Regions from separate parts of the Mus musculus genome. Here all the other regions are linked to region 1. A link is a contact called in public HiCAR-type and promoter capture Hi-C data. All regions are on one chromosome and are shown on one strand. The core of a region is the stretch at or near the end of the contact, and the rest is flanking DNA. Distances in the headings are between cores, read along the strand shown. Region 1 holds the start of Mrps22 (mitochondrial ribosomal protein S22). Region 2 holds the start of Dzip1l (DAZ interacting protein 1-like). Region 3 holds the start of Spsb4 (splA/ryanodine receptor domain and SOCS box containing 4). Region 4 holds the start of Nck1 (non-catalytic region of tyrosine kinase adaptor protein 1). Region 5 holds the start of Pxylp1 (2-phosphoxylose phosphatase 1). Region 6 holds the start of Rasa2 (RAS p21 protein activator 2).

Region 1 (3,309 bases), core at 689-3,188:
TCAACGGATTGGTTTAGCTCTTGCAGTAAGTGTTCATAGCTATAGTGTCTCCTGTGGAGAGGAGACTCCTTTACAATGGGATAAGCTAGGAGTGACTCCATTTTGTTAAATGAATTTTCACAATGGGGAATGGGGAAGAAAATAGGTGAGGTTAGGAGTTAAGTCTCTCTCTATCCAGCAAATTCAAACACATATTTGTTCAACAACTTTCTTCTGCCAGGCCTAGGGCAAAGTGCTTACTTAAGCTGACTAATCTATGGAAGGAAAAGAATTGCACTCCCTAGTCACCTAGAAAAGAATATAATGAAATCATGTGCCCACTCATCCATCCGTCCATCCATTCATCCACCCACCCACCCATCCATCCATCCATCCATCCATCCATCCACCTATCTATCCATCCATCCATCCATCCATCCATCCATCCATGCATACATCCACCAATCCATCCATCCATCCATCCATCCATCCATCCATCCATCCATCCACCAATCCATCCATCCATCCATCCACCAATCCATCCATCCATCCATCCATCCATCCATCCATCCATCCATCTATGCATCCACCCACCTATCCATCCATCCATCCATCCATCCATCCATCCATCCATCCATCCATTGATCCATCCATCCATCCATCCATCCATCCATCCATCCATCCATCTATGCATCCATCCATTTACCAATCCATCCATCCTTCCATCCATCCATCCACCCATCCATTCTTTCATTCAACAAGTATTTGTTCTGCACATAAACAGTACTAGGTAAAATTATAATAATGTATAGGCATAGCCTTCATGTGGTGAGAAAAATAAGCAGATAATAAGGAGAATGACCAGAAATTATAGAAGGGCCGATGAAGGGAAGGTATAAGGTGATTGGTGGTTATGGATTCAGAATGAAGAACAAACATTTGGGGTGCGTTTGAAAAGTTTGAAAGAACTGCAAACAGTTGGATTTAAACCCGCAAGTGGGGGAAGAGGTCTAGGAGGGCAATACACATTCATTATTCAGAACCATAAAACCAAAAAGAAAAGAGAAAAGGAGCACAGAGGAAAAAAATACAAAAACAAAACAAAAAACCTGTACACACATCGAGAGACTCAAACACGTACTTGTGAATAAGCAGTTGGTGGGATGTTGCACGTGCCCATGTGTTGTTAGGACCCGAACCTAGGGCAAGTACTCTAGTGCTGAGCTAAATTCCAAGCCCTTATTTTGTTTCTTTTGGTTTTTTTTTTGTTTTTTTTTTTTTCGAGACAGGGTTTCTCTGTGTAGCCCTGGCTGTCCTGGAACTCACTCTGTAGACCAGGCTGGCCTCAAACTCAGAAATCCGCCTGCCTCTGCCTCCCAAGTGCTGGGATTAAAGGTGTGCGCCACCACGCCCGACTATTTTGTTTCTTAATGTATGTACTCTTAACATGTATGTATTATGTGTGTATGCATGTGTGTGTATGTGGTATATGTCTTGTATACAAATGATAAAGCTAATACTATAAACAAACAAACAAAAGTAAATGGGCTGGTGAGATTCCTGCTCAGGTTGTAAAGATACCTGCTACCAAGTTTCACCTGAGTTCCATCTCTGGGTCGAAAGAGAGCGGCGACTCTCCCAGGCTATCCTCTGACCTCCACATACAAGTTCATGCGCATGCACACACAAACAAAATTACTTTAAAAAAATTCTTTAAAAAGTTCATTCCCACATCTGTAATCAGAGGTCAGAAAGCGGATTGCAGCGGGTTTGAGGTCAAGACTGCAGAGACTGTCTCTAAGAGGGAAGCGGGGCGGGGCATATAGCTCATTCCATACAGTGCTTGCCTTGCTTGCACAAAGATTTTAGTAGTTTTAAAACGCTTCCGCGGCGCCTTGCCTCCACCCAGACTACATTTCCCAGAATGCTGCACAAAAACCTCTCGAGCCGGAAGTTGCTCTATCGATTCCGGCGCAAAGAGCGTCTGGTAATCATGGCTGCAGTCAGAACACCGTTGTCGCTGTGGAGGTTCCAATTGGGCTCTCGGCGAGCACGGCGGGTCTGTACTCGGGCCACAGCCCAGCGCCACCCCGATGCTCTGCTCGCGACGCGGCCCCAGCCATTCGAGGTGGGGCAGCCTCGCCGCCTGCTCAGCTCCGAGGCAGGTGAGTGACCGCCAGAACTCTGCTGAGCGCCCGGGAAACTTAGAGCTTGCTCTAACGAGTGAAGGCGGCTTGTCAGACTGCGTGCGGCTTCCGTCCGTCCTTGCAGAACTTATCTAAGTCCTCATTCATTCATTCATTCAGTCACTAGTGCTTGCGTGCCGCCCCTTGCAAAGCATTACACTACATTAGCTTGGGGCATGCTGTAGGGTTGACCTGGACTCTGTTATCCCAGTGGCGATTGGCAGAGTTCTGTGATCCAGGCTACGTCGGGCATGGGGGGAGGGGGGGGCGGAAAGCACTTAGCTGCCTTTCAAACTATGTTGGACGCATAGGGATGAATCCCAGGGAAAATACGGGCAACGCTGCCACCAGGCTAACCATGCTAAGGTTAAAAGAACAAGAGGACACCATAATAAGCAGAGGTATAGAGAAGAAACTGAACGCTGGTATTTTGGGGGAACGTATTTTGGAGTTAGGATTGATAATGTCTAAGTAAGTGTCCAGGTTTTGATGGTAAGCAGTTGAATGGAGACTCGTGGCAAGCTAGAGAACATTAATGGTAGAAACAGTTTATGTGGTTGATTTTTGAGTTTGGATTGATGACTCGGTAAAATGAAAATTAAAAAACGGGAAAGGAGGCGGAATTTTGCTTGTTTTGTGTTGAAGTTGAGATGTCTTTGTTATTCCAGGGTCAGTATACAGTTAGATACAAATTGAGGCGCACTGGAGTAAAAAAACGATCACTAGAGTCGAGCAGGTGCGTGAGCTTGTCTCAAGACAGTGTAGTGCTGAGCATGTATATAGTTACTGGAGCTTGTGGGTGACCATGAGAATAAACACAGGAGTTTGGTCTTCAAAGAAACGTTCTCGTTAGTTTTGTGTCAACTTGACACAAGCCAGAGTTATCTGAATGGAAAGAAATGCCTCCATAAGATCCAGCTGTAGGACATTTTCTTACTTAGTGTTTGAGGTGGGAGGGCCCAGTCCATTGTGGGTAGTGCAATGCCTGGGCTGGTGGTGGTCCTGGATTCTATAAGAAAGCAGGGGGAGCAAACCAGTAAGCAGCACCCCTCCATGGCCTCTGCATCAGCTTCTGCCTCTGGGCAACTTGTGTTTGTGTCCCGACTTCCTTCAACGATAGACGACTACACTGTGGAAGTGTAAG
Region 2 (3,060 bases), core at 330-2,829, 1.0 Mb before region 1:
CAGGCACAGAAGTGTCAAAAACAAACAAAACCTGCTCCACATCGGAAAGAAAACTAACAGACTGTCCTGGGGTTTCTTGTCTATTAAAGCGCTGTTGCTTCCTAACAGAGCCTCTCCATCTTTATTCTGGACCAGACCCCGTCACTACAATCACCAAGCAAGTGACTGGCCAGTGTTGGGGCAAGTGGTTGGCTAGCCCACAGCTTCCTCTTCTGCAAAGTGAGCACAGGACATTCAGAACTGCCTACCAAGGGCTCCCCTTCTCCTCTGAAGTGTTCTGAGTGGCACAAACAAAAGAAGTTCAGCTCCCAAATGCACAAGATTTCTGTTCTCAATTTAAGGCATGCAGCTAAAACAGTGGTTCTCAACCTGTGGGTCGCGACCCCCGAGGAATCTCAGGTATTTTTCATGTCCGATATTTACATTAACAATTCATAACCGTAACGACATTACAGTTATGAAGCAGAATGAAATAACTTTATGGCTGGGGGAATCACTATAACATGAGGAACTGTATTAAAGGCCTGCAGCATTAGGAAGGTTCTGTACTTTAATGATCTAAAACCATTTCCACAGGAGGGAGCAAGCAGACAGACAGACAACCTTCTCTGAGCAGGGTAGTTTTCCCCTGCCAGACCACACCTTGGGGAAGGAAGTGACCATCTTGCTGAACACTTACAGACAGATGGGAGAGCAGGGTTGGAACATCTCACACTCCCTAGGCCTAATCCTGTTAGAAACCAATTCCTGGAGACATGGCCAGGACAGCACCGGCCCTGGGCCCTTCAGGACCGTTGTGAAGGCAATTCTACCAGGCCCTGTCCTCTGATCCTGCCTGGTACACACTTGCCCTGTGGACTTCTACTCTCATCCACCCCTAAGTCTGTGCTCCCGTTAAACTTCAGCCCGGGACCGGAAGCGGAGGAACCTAGACACGCCAATCTTTATTTAAAAATCATCTCGTTAGTAACCGAACCCCACTTCCCACAGAACTCGGATCTGCAGTCCCTTAGATCGCTTTACTGTTTTCAAAAACTGCATTTCCCAAGACCACACTCCTGAAAACGCCGAGGGTTGGGTGTCAGACATCCCCCATTCCGCGCCTCCGTGTCTCCTGGCATGCGAGCTCTTCCCCCCCGCAGGGTACCTCAGTCCTGCACAATCCGAAGCCGCTGGGATAAAGGGATGGAGGCACAGGGAGCGGGACGTCGTGAAGCACCCTCGACCACGCAGCTCCTTTCCTCGCTTGGCTACCGCAGCCACTAATGTTTAACCTGCGCGCGCAGCGGCCAAGTAGCTCCGCCTGGAACCGCGCTCCCTCCGGCGGCTCCCCGCTGGATTCCAGACATAGTTTTCCTGGGAGGCCTGTGGCAGTCTGGGGGTCACCCGGAACAAGGGCCGGCGACTGGAGGTCTTAGAGGTTCCCACGTCCCGACTCACCCCATCCGCAAGTCCAGACTCACTCCATCTCCTACAGTGCAGCCCGAGGATGCTGCCAGCCGCGCGGACCCTACGCGTCTCTCCCCGCCAGTAGCTCAGGCCTGGGGTCTGCGGTGCTTCCCACCCCAACCCCTACCCCCAGCCCATCCACCCACAGCAGAGGCGGAGCCTCTCCCCAGAGCCCGGGAACAGCTATTTTTAGAGTTGCAAGGGAGGGGGGTTGGGGGGAAGGAGGGAGTGCTGCTTTGAATTCGTTAAGGAAATCCAGCATCCAAGTTCCCAGGCCTTGATGAGCGGCAGGACAGACTCTGTCACCATCCCTTCACTTCACATGGCAGGATGCAGCGACTGTTGGCAAGCCCGCAAAATTAAAGGAATTTGACCTGAGCCACATTAGGAGACCCATAGGTGTGCTCCAATTTGATCAGATGGCAATCACCTTTCAGATCCCTTATCCATTAACGTTGCCCAGAAAGCTCCGGCAGGAGTTGGGGGTATTATATTTTCTCTCCTGATTATAGATCCCTGCCCCCTCTCGTTGGGACTCTCATCTCGTGACTTTAAGTTCTGGGAGGGTTTGTTGTATCTTAGGGCCTTTCTCTCAACACAGCTTCAAAATGCCAAGCTCTGCATCTTGGGGACAGCAAGGACAAAAGCCCTAGGAATAAACGTTGCCAAGGGTGGGGAGAAACTCAAATTTCTGTGCGTTATTGATGGGAATTCAAAATGGTACTGCCACTGTGGGAAACAAAATGGTTTGCCATGATTCAGCACTATTTGAAAATATTACAAGGATTAGGAGGTATAGCCTTGTTGGAGAAAGTGTGACACTGGAGGTGGGCTTTGAGGTTTCAAAACGCCCATGTCAGACCCAGTCTTCGCCCACCCTTACGGGTCAGGTGGGTCAGGATGTAACTCTTAACTATTTCTCCAACACCAGGCCTGCCTGCTACCATACTCCCTGCAATTATGATAAATGGACTAAGCCTCTGATACTGTAAGCAAGCCTCCAGTTAAGTACTTTTCTTTTTCATAAGAGTTACCTTGGTCATGGGGTCTCTTCTCAGCAACAGAATAATAAATAAGGCACATGTCTAGATCTATATCCAAAGAAGCTTAAAGCAAGACCCCAAACAAACTCTTGGACACTTGTATTTAATGAGCTGTCAAAATGGCTCAGCAGGTAAAGGGCTTTGTCATCAAGTCGGATATCCTGGATTGGATTCCTGTAACCCACACCGTGGAAGGAAACAACTCCTGAAACTTGTCCTCTGACATCTGTATATACAGATATGTGCGTGCGCGCACACACACACAATGTACAATAAAATAATAACATTATTTACAACAGCCAAAATGTGGAAGTAATCCAAGCGCCCATGGGCAGCTGATTGGCTAAGAACACGTGGCTTACACATACAATGGAATATCATTCACCCTTAATGAGGAAGGAAATACTGGCATGTGTTATTACATGGACCAGATTTGTCTTAGTCCATTTAGACTACTGTGATACAATACTACAGACTAAACAGAAACCCCTTCGCTCTGCTCTTGGAAGCTAGGAAGTCTAAGATCAAGGCATCAGCAGATCCCATCTGCTGAGCACCTATTTCCTGA
Region 3 (3,117 bases), core at 575-3,074, 1.6 Mb after region 1:
TCCCAAGAGCAGAGACACACAGGTACGGAGAGACAGACATGCAGATATAGATGAAGCAGCCCAAATAAAACCAAGAGCGCCACAAATACTTGCTCAGAATACCCCTCTGCCACACCACTGAGCTGTCCTAATCGACAAAGCATCATTGACTGCCTGGATCTCTGAAGCAGCTTCCAAGCTGGCCAGTGCTATTCATCCATCTATCCATCCTGCCACTGGATTATCTTTCTGGACAGCAAATCTGTGAAGGTCAAGAGGCCTGCCAAACTGATCTTGGGGAAAAGCCAAGCCCTTTGGATGCTCTCCAAGACCCTAAGTACCTACTCTCGTTTCATCTTACCTCCTGTTTTGGCTCCAGTCATACCACAGGCTGTTACAGGTACCTACCATGAGACTATGATGTCTCTGCATCTAGCAGCTCATTCATGCAGACACTTCCACAAGGAAACATTCTCAAATTGCCCTCCCCAGTCTGGGAGAGGTACCCTGGAGCCTTGGTCAACACATTTCCCTCACAGGGCTGAATTACAGGTGCTTATCTTCTGTGTACATGGGGGGAAAAAAAAGGACACTTTCTGAGGGGTGAGGTCAGTTAAGACTATGGAATGGACCTAATGTCAACTCTGGCATGGAAAGCAGGATGCCCTGGCCTGGAAGGAAGCCAACTTGGAGGTACAGAGCATCCCTCGCTCTGGCCACGCCCTCTTATCTCTGCGCTCTGGTTACCGAGGGAGCCGCCATCCTTCAGCGCTCTCGGTAGCCCTCTGATCGATGATCCTTCTCTCGGGCCTCAGGTGGTCAGGGGAAAAGCACCATGGAGCAGGTGCTGCGTGAAATTGGATTCTGAAAGATGAGTTGGAGTCTGGCCTCAGAAATAAAGTGTGGACATGTGTGTGCCTAAGGCAAGGGGGTATATTAAAGCATTCTCTTTCCCAGTCGTTGTTTCCCGCAGGCCTTCAATACAGGCTCCAAAGCTATCTGGCGACCGTGATGTCTCCTCTCTTCATCCCCGCCCCTAGGGACACCCACCGTGGCTCTCTAGGCACGCTTGAATGAATGGGGGAGGACCCATGCGCATGAATGAGCGCGTGTGTGAGCGAGTGTCTAGGCTAGCCAGTCCGCAGATGAGTGAATGGCGTCCGCGCCACTTCGGCCCAGGGGCGCGGGCGAGGGTTCCACTTCCCTTTCCCGCCAGCTGGTGGCCTCCAGAAGGTGGCAGAGCCGGCAGCGGCCCGAGCTGGGACGGCCGGGGCGCGGGATGGTGGGGGAAGGGGCGTTCCCGGCGGCCGCGCCTTCCGCGGCTATTGGATTAGTGGCCTTCAGGGATGAGCTCAGCCGGATCGGCTTTCAGCTGCAGCCTCCGGGCCGGCCGGGAAGGCGGGGAGCGAGCGGCCGTGGAGGAGGAGGGGGAGGCGGCGGCTGCAGCATCCAGAGCTGGCCCTGGCGGTCGGCGCGCCCGGCGCACAAAGGCGCTCAGCCCCTGGGGAAGGCAATGAGCGCACAGCTGCCCGGGCCCTGGCCACCACTGCAGCCCTCGCGGCGTGTGCTCAGTGCTCTAGGGAAGAAACCCGGTGCTCCGGGGACGGGCGGCCGAGGTGCGGCCCGTGTGCCCTGAGCGCGGGACTCGTCGCTCTCCAGGTCAGGCGCCAAGCTTTAGGGCCATCAGGGCAAGGGCTTCCGCATCTCGCTGAGATCAGCGCAGTGGGGCACTTCACTACTCGGGACCGGACCTCGGCGGCCTCTCCCGAGCGTCAACTTCTCCAAGAACGTCCCTAACTCCAGGGCACCCTGCGGAGCGAGAGGGCGCTGCCGCCGGATACAAGTCGAGAGGACGCGCCGCTGGTTGAGAAGCAGCAGCCAGCATCCGCGGGGTCGCTCGGGCGCCCCTGCGTGGGCGGCAGTGGCAGCAGACCTCTCTCCCGGGAGTCCCGGACCTGCCAGCGCTGGGGATTCCTCCCAGGCAGGCGCTCGCCCTCTCTTTTATGGTAAGTGTTCTCCAGCTCCTGCTAAGGGGTGATCGTCCGCCAGTACCGGTCACACTCGGTGCTCTTGGGGGACTCTCTGGTTCCGGTCCGTGGGAATGTCTCTGTGAATTATGGCATTCCGAACTGGTTGGTTTGCGCCCAGCCTCGGGCGTTGCGTTGAGGTCAGCCTCTGGTACTGTAGGTTTGAAACCGCTGCTCTCCCTGTAGTGGAGACAACACACACAAATTGAACCCAGACTCAACCGACTATGTTCCGGTCGTATATCCGTCACTCTCTGGGGTGACCTTGGGCCAGGTGCCACAACCACGGTTTCCTCATCCATAAGATGGGGGTGATAGTGTGCCCTTTTTTACTAGAGTGTTGGAGGAACTGCTGGGGTGGTGCGGAGACCCGCGTCTGGCATTCAGAAAGCACTTAGATACTAACTAGCGTTATTAGCCTTGTGAGTCCAAGCACATCATCCAATTTCGCAGAGCTGCCTCATCTGAGTGGCGAGGACTAATTTCTGGGGGTCTGCTCGTCTGTGGCTTTTGGAGCTGTGGGAGTAAAGCGTCTAGCACTCAGCAGCCGCTGGTGGTGATTGTTCGTCTCCGACGCTGGGGCAGGGAAGACTGATTGCCGGGTCCGGGAGTCGCTCGCGCACGGTTCCCAGCCTGGCTGCGAGACAAACTTGGAGAGAATAGGTGGCTCCGGATTCTGCTCTGGGAAGCAGGGAGGAGGAAGCCAAAGCCCGGAGTGCGGCAAATAAGTCCAGGAAAAACAAGGGACCCCAAACTCCCGGCTAGAAAGGCCCAGGAAGTGTGATTCCCACCGCCCCGTGGCCAAGCGAGAGCTGCTGAGTCAAGAAGAGAGAAGAGAGCACGTTTGTGTGGCTCTATCTAGAACTTTCAGTCCTGCAGTCCCGGGCTTGGATTTGAATTCGGCTTTCAGCTCCATCCCGCGGTGTGACCTTGAGCGATTCTTCTAAGGTCCGCTGCTCTGTGCTTCCCCTCGCCCTCCTCCCCTCCCCCTTTCTTCCCCTTCTCCTGGTTCCTCTCCCTCCCTACTCCAGGAATTGGTGTGAACATCTCTTATCCTTCCATTCATCTGCCCCTAACAGTTGTTGAGCCTATCTAGATTTAGAAGAGATAA
Region 4 (3,469 bases), core at 831-3,330, 1.9 Mb before region 1:
TCCCAAGCCCTTCTTTTTGCTCAAATAGTCTTACTACACATTTCCCTCTCATTGTGGCTTAATGCCCATCTGTCCCTACATACAACTGTTGATATGGTTAGCACAGAAATAATACAGGTTGGTTTAAATCTCAATATCTGACACTGGTGTGGACTCAAGATCTGCAGTGCCTATTTTAGCACCTTCCATACAAGGTAGACTCTTTCCTATAACAGCATAACTATACTAAATCCAGAAGTTAAGTTTATTTAGTAGGGCCCACTAATGTTTACACTTCAATATCAAGTCTGTGATAACTTCTTGATAGCAGATAGGTAGGATTTTCTTCCTCCTAAACATTACTGTATGATAGGGACACTAAACTAGGTCATTCTAACTATATAAGCTGTCAATAGCTTACTGGGAAAGGTCTTAAGATATGGAGGATTCTTATTTCCTTTATTACCCCAAATATCCTCCTTTGGAGTTAATGGGGGTCAGCTGCCTGTATGTTTTTGCTTTTGAGATAGCATCTCTCTATGTAGCCTTGACTGTCCTAGGATTTGCTACATAAACCAGGGTGGCCTTGAACTTGCAGAACTTGAACCTGTCTCTGCATATATATATATATATATATATATTTGTCTTTTTGTTTTTTGAGACAGGGTTTCTCTGGGTAGCCCTGGCTGTCCTGGAACTCACACTCAATCTGTAGACCAGGCTGGCCTCGATCCACCTGCTTCTGCATGCATCACCCCCTTCTCTTCGGTATGTATGTTTTTAAATATATAATTTGCATTACTTACTTTTGATACTAACAATAGGCAGAGTATCCTTTCCCCAGTTTTATGTTCTACTTTTCTCAACTAAACTCAGGATTAAAAGGGGCTACAGGTAACTTGTATTTTACCTAGGGCAGGCCACCCATGTATTTATTAACATGCAATTAAGTTAAAAGCAGAAAACAACTTTTTAGGATTTACAGGTAGGGCTTGTAGTATAGCTAAAGGAAGGGGCTGAGATTCAGTGATTAAGAGCGCTGGTCTTCCAAGGGGCCTGAGTTTGATTCCCAGCACCCACAGGGTGGTTCAAAACCATCTGTAACTCCAGTTCCAGAAGATCCTATACCCTCATTTGACCTCCATGGGCAGCAAAATTATACACAAGTATAACACAAGTACACCAAACACTCGAACACACAAAGAATAAAAATGAATTTTTAAAAGATGAAAGGAAGCTGTATTAATTCCTCGATTGTTGAGGATGATGTGCTAGGCACGAGGTGGGCGTGGGTGAAACAGTTCTTTTAATAGACTTTGCAATCTAGGTATATGGGTGCAGCTACGCTGGAGGCAAAAACTCGTGTTTCCATAAAATTACCTAACCTAGAATGTTTCTTTTAGGTGCCACACCCACACTAAGCAACAAAGGTGATTGGGAAATAGTGAGGCAGGTTATGAGTCGCTGTAAGGCAAGTTAGGAAGGAGAGCCGATTTATTGATGCCTTCCTTGGCAGGTGGCTGGGACTGTGCCACTGCCATACTCACCCCTAGGGCAGAAGTAACTGTCCTTTTCACAGGACTGGAAGCCGGGAATGAAGGCTACCCACGCGCCAGGGCACTCGGAAGTTGCTCGCAAAGCTTATTTTGGTTGTGGTTTTCATTAACAAACATCTTACATTTTTCCCCCGAGGCTTCATTTTCTTTGTCGCTCCCTGTCCCTAAGATCTGCAGCTGGTCGGCCCTTTCAGATGCAGGCACCAGAGTAGTCTGGGTTGAACTCGGGACCGCTGTTCGACATTAATGAGCGATTTAAAATGAATGACAGGTTTTAGTAGCAGTGGGAGAGGCGGAAAGTAAGCAGCCACCGAGGAGGCTAGGGGAGAACAGGGCGGTGGGGCCCGGCGCTCCTCACCTTCTGTCCAAAGGCCGCGCAGTCTCAGCTCAGGGACCACTCAGGGCCCGCGCTTGATTGACAAGCCCGCTCGCCCAATCCCGGAGCGGCGCATTCCGCTGAAGCGTCAGGGGCGGGCGCAGGAGGCGATGGAGCCTATTAGATTGGGCGTGGAGCGGGTTTCCTGCCCGCAACGGTCCGCCCACCGGTTGCGCGCGCCCCGCCCCTCTCCGAGAGCTACGCGGCGGCGCAGCACAGGCCTCGTGCGGTAACGGCATCCGGGCAGCCGCGGTGGCGTCCCGGTGCGGTCCTCAGGTGACTGGAGCCGAGGGCTCGGCGGAGGGAAGGTGAGACGGCCTCGCTCGCGTGCGGACACACGCACAGTCCTTTCGGTCTCCCGGTCGGTCCGCTCTGCCTGCTAGTCTCTAGTCGCTTCCTCTTTCCCCGGCGAAGTTGGCCCGGGGGCGCCGTCTGCTGGCGGCGGAGCGGAGCGGAGGGGGCGGGGAGGCCGCTCGGCGGAGCTCGGGTGTCCGCGGTGCAGCCCGGTGACCCCGCGGCCTCTGGCCTGAGCTGCGAGCGCCGGTCGGGGAGGCGGGCAGGCAAGTGTGCGGCGCGCTGCCTCGGCGGTTCTCCGCAGAAAGCCCTGTCGGCGGTCTGTGTCGGTGTCCGAGGCCGGGACGGTAGGCTGGCAGGAAGGGCGCTCTCACCTCCAGCCGCCAGCCTGAGGAAGCCGAGAGGGGGGACATCCTCGGGGCGCGCCCTCCCCTCCCCCTCCCGTTCCGGAGCAGGAGAGATGTGGGTGTCCGGGGGCTGTTGAGGTGGGGTTGGTCCAGGAAAAGCAGTCCTCTGGGTTGGTTTCGTACTGTTGTCGTACGGGTTTCCGTGCTAGGTCGGTTCAGTGTTAACAGCTGGGTTGGAAGGAAGCTGGTTTTTTGTTCAGGGTTGAGGACCGTAACATGACCGGTTAACGTCGAGCCGAGCTGAAGTCACCCGAAGAAAAATACTGCCCTTAGTTAGGAAAGAATTCACAGGAGTTAGGAAAGAACGAGATGAAGAAAACTTCCTGACCCCATCTTGGGTGGGGAGCAGTGAGAATCCAGGGTTCGGCCAAAAAAACGGGTCAAGTTTTGCAAGAAGCGTTCCATTTTCAAAAGCTTTGGTAGCTTGATGATGATCAATCAGCCTTAACGGTTTCTTAAGCACCTGGAAATCAATTGTGTGCTTTCAGCCTTTAGCGACGTCACAACATGAACAGAGAAATAGTCCAAGGAGAAAGTTTTGATTGATCATTTTCAGTCTTGTTTTTAAATAGATATTCTCTTCACATCGTGATAGTTAAGTCAAAGCGTATGCGTTGGTTGATTAGTACTTTTTTTTCATCGTGGCCACATGTGGTGCTTTCTCTGGGAAAACTTCTGTAGGAATTGGCTAGAGTAACTAAAGCGTACATTGTGTTGATGTCTCCGCTGTATGTATGAGCATTATGTTTGAAAAGATTTGCCTCCCCAGCAAGCATTTTAAATTGTTTAGGTTTCCAAGCCCAACAGATCCGTGTATTAATAAGTCGACACGTTAATGTATTGCCTTATTAAACATT
Region 5 (3,045 bases), core at 25-2,524, 1.7 Mb after region 1:
TTGGGCTAGTGTGGATGGAGTTGTCTGTCATCTGCAGCCTGTGTGACTTGTGAAGGAGTGGAACTTGGAATTAGAGCAGAACTGTCAAGAGTCCGTGGCGAGAAGGAAGAGTCTGTGTTGGATAGGATGCCTGGACTGTGGTGGTCCTTGAGGGCCAGCCCAAGTAGGAATTTAACGGGGAGTGAGATTTCATGCTCACGTATTGGAGAAAGCTGTCGCTAGTACTGAAGGGATAAGCAGGCTGAAGGTGGTGTTGAGCCTGGGTAATTGGGTGAGAGGGATAGTAACTAGTGTCCTCAGGCAAGTGCCAGCTGGCCATCAAGGCATTGAACAGAGAAGGCATTCCAGATGGCTGGACCATGGGGGTAAATGGAATGCAGGCTAGGGAAGTAGAATCTAGCTGATTTGAGGGGAGAAATTGGAGGTAAAAATATGGATAAAATATAAAGTGTTTTGATTTAGTCACTATCGAATGAGTTAGGGAAAATCAAGTGATGCGCTACCCTCAAAACCGCACCTCTTTTGCAGTTGAGAGAGGCACAAGGGTGTCACTGTAGTCCCAGAACTGACAACAAAGGCAATCTCACAATTGTGGTTGGTGAGATCCTTTTTTACAGCATTTGAAACAACAACAACAAAAGACCCACAAACACAGCTTTATAGAACGAGTGCTGCGCGGGTCTTTGGCTGGCAGCCCTGGGGTCATGCAGAAACGCCCCCGTGACACAGCCACGACCTCTCAAGGGTGGATGCCTGCAGGCCTTTAGGGACAAAACTACTGCCAGGTCTAGAGTAGACACAGGCCGGATGTGGCCCGCGCCGGAAGAGAAGCGCGGGACAGGCGCTTGGGTGGAGGTGGCACGGTGGCTAGGATATGCCAGTTTTGAGTCCACGAGGCACCGCAGGACCCACATCCGCAGCTAGATCCGCGGCGCGGAGTTAGGCACGCAGTCACAAAGCACCCTAGCCAAGGCTGGGACGGGTCCAGGGCAGTGTCCTGGGGCCATGGCACCCTCCCGGGTCCTAAGTCCGGCATAGGGAGGAGCATAGGCCCTGTGCGCTCCGAGTGCGCGCGCTTTCCCGGACCCGGACGGCGCGACCGGAGCCTGTCTGGATGACTGTTTGGACACTCCAGGCCATGTGTGCCTCCAAGGCCCGGGATGCGGGTCGCCGCAGCCTGCTGGTCCCGCACGGCCGCCTGCGGGGCGGAGCTCCAGGGCGCCCTGAGCGCGTCGGGCCGGGCAGGGACCCGGCGGTCCCGGTAGGGGGCGCTGCGGAACCCCGAGTTTGGCGGCCTGCGCGCGCCACCGCCGCCTGCACTCCCGCCAGGAGGAGCTGGCTGCGGGTGGAGATCCCTACGCACAGCGACGGAGGCCGGGACCGTAGGCGGTGAGTGTGGTGCGCGCCGGGTCCCAGCGGTTGTGAGGCTTCTCGCAAGGCGGGCTTGTGTCTAGGGTCTTGGGGGGCGACCCCGGAGAGGTGTCCGCGATGCCAAGATCCGGAGGCAGGGGCGGGCTTCCAAGCAGCGGGTGTGAGCCCTGCCACCAAGCTCTTTCCCTTATCTACGCGCTCCCCAGTTGCCACCTCTCCCCATACCCTCCCCGCGTTGGAGAGGGGTCCCTGCCCTCCGATCCGTCTCCCCTTTCTCAGCCCTGCACCCTAGAAGCCTGCCCGCACACCCCCTTTTCTCCCTCAAGCCCTCCCACGCCTACCTCCTCCTGGTTGCCTGCCGCTCGCCTCTCCCTCCCAGCTCTGCTCCTACGGTCCCCGCCGCCACCCCAGCGGGGTCCCATTCTGCCTAGGCGCTCCTGCTGAACGACTCAGCGGGAATCTGAGCTCCGGGGTCCCCCTTCTCCCGGCTGTCCCATAGCTGCAGTGTCCAGGTAAAAAGGGGCTGCAACTTCAGGGCCTGCCCCGGGGGTGGGGCTGGTGCTTCGCCAGCTACCTGCTGCCTGCGGCGCAGGAACCCTGGGCCCAGCCCAGGGCCACTTCACGCGTGCAGGTTATGCTTGCTCAGTGTTCTGTTTAGGACAGTGTGGTTACTTCTTTGCTTGCTTTTGCTTGGTGAACTTGGATAGGTTGCGATTTCTTAAAAAGAAGCCGGCTTTGCTACCCACAAATATGGAGCAGGTTTTCTTTGCTGCTGTGACTGGCTGTCAGTAGTACCTGTGGATCGGGGAAGATTTAGCTATGCTGGGGAAATGGAGCCACATCCCCACTCTCTCACCACAGCTCTGGGAACGTAACTGTCCCCTCTAGGGTGGGCCCGTGTCTTTGTGGAAAGGCAAGGATGCTTCCTAAACATTCAACAGGTAAAAACCAGTTAGGAATCTGGATCAGATCTGGTGTGGATAGGGAAATGTGGGATGAGTGAGTGATCAAGGAGGGGCTCTGGGAGAGTTCCATGGCTTAGGGACATTTGTTGCTCTTTGCGGCAAGTCCCAGGCTGGACCCTGACTATGGACTAGACAGTGATGAGCCCAGCCTACCCTCTGGAACTGTCGGTCGGGCTTGGCACCAGCCCCCTCCTCAGAGGTGTTGGTGCCCTGTGGTGACATCTGTGGGAAGAGGATTTAAAGCAGATGGCTTGGAAAGCCTCATGGTCCCCGGAGAGAAGTGGAGATGGCATGGTGACAGCCCAGCGTGTGCGTTCACCCCTTCCCTTCTGGGGTCTTTCATTAAATCTTAGATTAAATTAATTGCCTAGTCAGAGAAAGAACATATAAAGGGTATTTCTCTTTTAGGATTGGCTCTGGGCCAGCCTGCCCTCACAGATACCTTGGGAGGCTGCAGATGGGAACCCGTGGCAGCGTGGACCGCCTGGAGCACAGCACTCTGGGCTGTAGGACTGCCCTGTCTCTGTGGTTTCTCTTTGATGGCTCTGGTAGTGATTAGTTCAATATTCCTTTTCTATTGAATAGATAAGTAATTAGCCAAGAACACAGTGGGGCTCAGTAGGGCCCTTCTGAGTGTTCTCAATTTCCTGTATGAATCTTCCTGTCCTCACAGTGATAGGCTGCTCTCAGGAGTCCTTCTGGCTAGGAT
Region 6 (3,110 bases), core at 505-3,004, 2.0 Mb after region 1:
GTGCAATACTGGGAGCCAACATCCTGTGGTAGGGTGCAGGAGGATTTACAAGGATTTTTGACAGTTGACGGTTGCCGGAAGAGACATTTTCTTCAGTAGTACAGCCACTGTTAAGTTTCCTGTGCTCCTGTAATTAATCTCTCGTCTATGCTTCTGGAAACAACTCTCATAAACTCATTGAACTAAAAAAAAAAAAAAAAAGTCTTGCTGGTGTGATGACTCAGTGATTAAAGGTTCTTAATACCAAACCAGATGGCCGGGTTAATCCCTAGGAAACCCACGGTGAAAGGAGAACCACCTCCCAACAGCCATCCACTGACCTTCCAGGGGATTGGAGGGGAAGAAAGCCAGCTGGGAGGAGAGGAAGGGGGTGCAGGGGATGTGGACGGCGATGAAGAGGGTATTGAATACTATGCATACATTAAACATGTGTATGAAAACGGTATCACACCATGACTGTGTATAAGTAAGACATACCAATAAAGCATTAAACGTTTTAAAATAGAAAAAGCCAGTCTCTGGCCTGTGGTGTGTGAGCTCTGATTTGGAAAGAAAGGGAAATACCATTTGGAGTTTCTGTTTGAAACAACAAAATGCCTGGAAGGAGAGGTAAGCTCACTTTCTCCAAGGCTGTATGGTACAGGACAAGGGGCACCCTCATGCATCACCAGCTGGACTGGAAGTATTGCTCGGTAGCCTAAGACATCCAGCAAGCTTAGGTCACTCCGTCTGCCTGACTGGCCTTGGCACAAGTGGCTTCTGGGCTTGCTTGTCGTCTGTTCACTCTTCCCAGGCAGGCTCTCCTTGACTCTGTTTCCACAACTTGCTTCTTCTCTCTGTGTGCCCTTCCAGGTTGAGGTGCTCATGGTCTTGGCGCCTTCTGCCCCGTCTTTTTGCCCTAGGGCCATTCCTATATGTCTGAAAACATTCCTTGACTGGCTGACTCTAGCACCTGGCAAAGAACAACCCTGCTCTATTAAATCAGTTTCTTCCTTCTTAGGGCAGCGCAGTTAAACCTCAGGACCAGGAAATCATCCCTCTCCTCACATACCAGGGTGTTATCCACACAGTTTACTCACTGTAAATAGTTCCCTTAAGATAGTGGCAACAACTAGTTGAAGATTTACAAACTTCCCAGGGCCAATCTACTTTCTAAAAAGCCTGCTTCTGGGAGTGGGAAAGAGGTCACCGTTCCGATTCTGAAATGCAAAACTGGTGATAAACTCAAAATTTCTCTGGGTCTCAGACAGGACTGGACGGAGTCTGTGGTCCTTTTCTTGACCCAACTTTTTGCAGAGCAATGTTCCCAGAGCAAAGGTTGAGTATGTGGTTTGTCCCCCACGTGCCGCACTGCGGGAGCATCTAGACACCGCTGGAAGAGTCTCTAATACATCTCTTGACGTTTGCCAAAATGCCAAACTTTTTCCTGGAACCTGGAGTCATTCTGACTGGGGACTTTTCTTTTCCTTGAGCATCTGGGGACCTAGAGGTCCGTTCGTGGGGGACGTCCAATTCTCAGGGTTCTGGGGATCACAGCAGGGCCAGGGTTTTCCTCCTTGTGGGGGTTTCAGAGCGCCTCTCGCGACTTGCCCAGGGAGGCAAGGCGAGGCGGATGCAGGGCGGGCACGGCGCGAGGGGCGGGGCGAGTCAGCCCGAGGCCGAGGCGGGGCTACAGCGAGGCTCGATCCGGCCTAGGCCTCGCTCCGGCTCCGCCTTGCCCGGCTACGCAGGCGGTAGGGCTGGGGTAGGGGCCGGGCGGCACCATGGCGGCGGCAGCGCCTGCTGCGGCGGCTTCTCCCGAGGCGCCGGCCGTCTCGGGCAGCGCAGACCCGGAGACGGGAGACGAGGACAGTCGTGAGGTCCGAGTGCTGCAGAGCCTGCGCGGCAGGATCTGTAAGCGGGGCCGGGGCTGAGGGGACCCCCGGGGCGGCGCGGAGGGTGGGCGGCGGGCACGCGCGGGGGTGGCGGCACCGGCGGCCGCCCGGGACTGGTGAGACTGGATGGGGGTGTGTTGGGGGGAGGCGCCGCGTCGACCGACTGCCCGGCGCGGGTCGGGGCTCCCCCTCGGAGCGAGCGGGGTGAGGACCTGCACGCGCGGACCGGACCGGCGCGGCGCGAGGGGCGCTGCCTGGAGCGCGGCCTGGACGCGGGAGCCCGGGGCGCGGCCGGGGGCGCGCGGAGTTTCCGGCCTCCCTCCGACGCAGGCCTGCGGGCGGCCGCGGACGACGGGAGCGGCCCGAGGTGGGAGCCCCGTGGTAATTACAAGGGAGGCGCGGCTGGAGGAGGGAGGGAGGCCGGCTGCGGCGGGGCGGGGCCGGGCCGGGCCGGGCCGGGCGGCGGGCTGAGGAGGGGGTGTGAGCTCCCTGGGGCTCCTCTGCCAGTGCGAGGTTGAGGCGGGCGCTGGGGACTGCGGGAGCCGGTGGCGGGGGCTCCGGTGGGCGAGGCTGCGCGGGCGAGCGGGGCGCCCGGGGAGCTCGGGCGGGACACCTGTGCCCGCCCCACCTTGCCGCGGCGGGGACTTGAATCGAGAGCCGGCGTGACTGACGGTGACTTGGGGCAGGATGTAGTGGCTTCCTGTGAGCAGGTCTCAAAACTCAGTCATCCAGTCCGCGCTCAACCCACTTGATTCTCTCCCGTGCATTTGTGAGAGCCGCACCGATGAGTGTAGACTCTTACTCAGAGACGGGCCAGTTCGTTTGTCATTGCTATCCTTCCTCTTTAAAACGACCCTTTGATATTAGATCGACTTCCCCCAGCTTATTGAGATGGTCCCTTTTCACTGTATGACTGGCGAATCAGTAGAGTTTATTGTTACTTTAGTTGAAAACCTTTTTTAATTCAGATTATTTTATCCCCAGAATGAAATCGGTCTCCTAAATAATGCCTGGCTATAAGAGATATTTTATATGTTGAAAATTCAATTGTGTTAGAATGGCTGATACTGCTCTTTCTTTGGCAGAGTATAAACTTTAATTCTTAAATCTCGATGCTTCTTTTGGATTCTCCCACTTGAGTTTTTGATGTTACTCCCCTTTCAAGGATTTGGAATTTTATTAAAACCCCAGGAGCAAGCATGTTAAATGTTACTTTTCAATTCCCTGACGTCATCC

Evidence for each region. Promoter capture Hi-C pulls out the DNA fragments that hold promoters and counts their contacts. HiCAR-type assays count read pairs that join an accessible place to other places.
Region 2: a promoter capture Hi-C map of hippocampal neurons shows a contact between it and region 1, with 3 times the contacts expected there. The contact joins the promoter of Dzip1l here to the promoter of Mrps22 in region 1. A contact is called at or near these places in 2 of 39 promoter capture datasets (cranial neural crest and hippocampal neurons) and 1 of 484 Hi-C or Micro-C datasets (cortical neurons).
Region 3: a contact with region 1 is called in a HiCAR-type map of astrocytes, with 2.1 times the contacts expected there. The contact joins the promoter of Spsb4 here to the promoter of Mrps22 in region 1. A contact is called at or near these places in 1 of 39 promoter capture datasets (hippocampal neurons) and 1 of 115 datasets of contacts at active chromatin or transcription factors (astrocytes).
Region 4: a contact with region 1 is called in a promoter capture Hi-C map of erythroid cells, with 8 times the contacts expected there. The contact joins the promoter of Nck1 here to the promoter of Mrps22 in region 1. A contact is called at or near these places in 3 of 39 promoter capture datasets (erythroid cells, liver and pre-B cells).
Region 5: a contact with region 1 is called in a promoter capture Hi-C map of liver, with 4 times the contacts expected there. The contact joins the promoter of Pxylp1 here to the promoter of Mrps22 in region 1. A contact is called at or near these places in 5 of 39 promoter capture datasets (hippocampal neurons, liver, pre-B cells and 1 more) and 1 of 115 datasets of contacts at active chromatin or transcription factors (large pre-B cells).
Region 6: a contact with region 1 is called in a promoter capture Hi-C map of liver, with 3 times the contacts expected there. The contact joins the promoter of Rasa2 here to the promoter of Mrps22 in region 1. A contact is called at or near these places in 3 of 39 promoter capture datasets (hippocampal neurons, liver and pre-B cells).

What each region holds. Positions count from the first base shown.
Region 1 is chr9:98,600,308-98,603,616 of GRCm38.p6, reverse strand. It overlaps Mrps22 (mitochondrial ribosomal protein S22), which reads left to right and starts at 1,938. Exons shown (of 8, transcript NM_025485.3): 1 at 1,938-2,144. The coding sequence starts at 1,973.
Region 2 is chr9:99,628,050-99,631,109 of GRCm38.p6, reverse strand. It overlaps Dzip1l (DAZ interacting protein 1-like), which reads right to left and starts at 1,579. Exons shown (of 16, transcript NM_028258.4): 1 at 1,441-1,579.
Region 3 is chr9:97,017,062-97,020,178 of GRCm38.p6, reverse strand. It overlaps Spsb4 (splA/ryanodine receptor domain and SOCS box containing 4), which reads left to right and starts at 1,824. Exons shown (of 3, transcript NM_145134.3): 1 at 1,824-1,985. It overlaps Gm16010 (a long non-coding RNA gene), which reads right to left. Exons shown (of 3, transcript XR_871043.3): 2 at 2,413-3,117; 3 at 1-2,186.
Region 4 is chr9:100,544,745-100,548,213 of GRCm38.p6, reverse strand. It overlaps Nck1 (non-catalytic region of tyrosine kinase adaptor protein 1), which reads left to right and starts at 2,080. Exons shown (of 4, transcript NM_010878.3): 1 at 2,080-2,219. Gm46139 (synapsin-1-like) reads right to left here. Exons shown (of 2, transcript XM_017313741.1): 2 at 1-2,757. The coding sequence ends at 2,110.
Region 5 is chr9:96,887,703-96,890,747 of GRCm38.p6, reverse strand. Pxylp1 (2-phosphoxylose phosphatase 1) reads left to right here and starts at 1,274. Exons shown (of 6, transcript NM_001289647.1): 1 at 1,274-1,389.
Region 6 is chr9:96,630,147-96,633,256 of GRCm38.p6, reverse strand. It overlaps Rasa2 (RAS p21 protein activator 2), which reads left to right and starts at 1,754. Exons shown (of 24, transcript NM_053268.2): 1 at 1,754-1,893. The coding sequence starts at 1,764.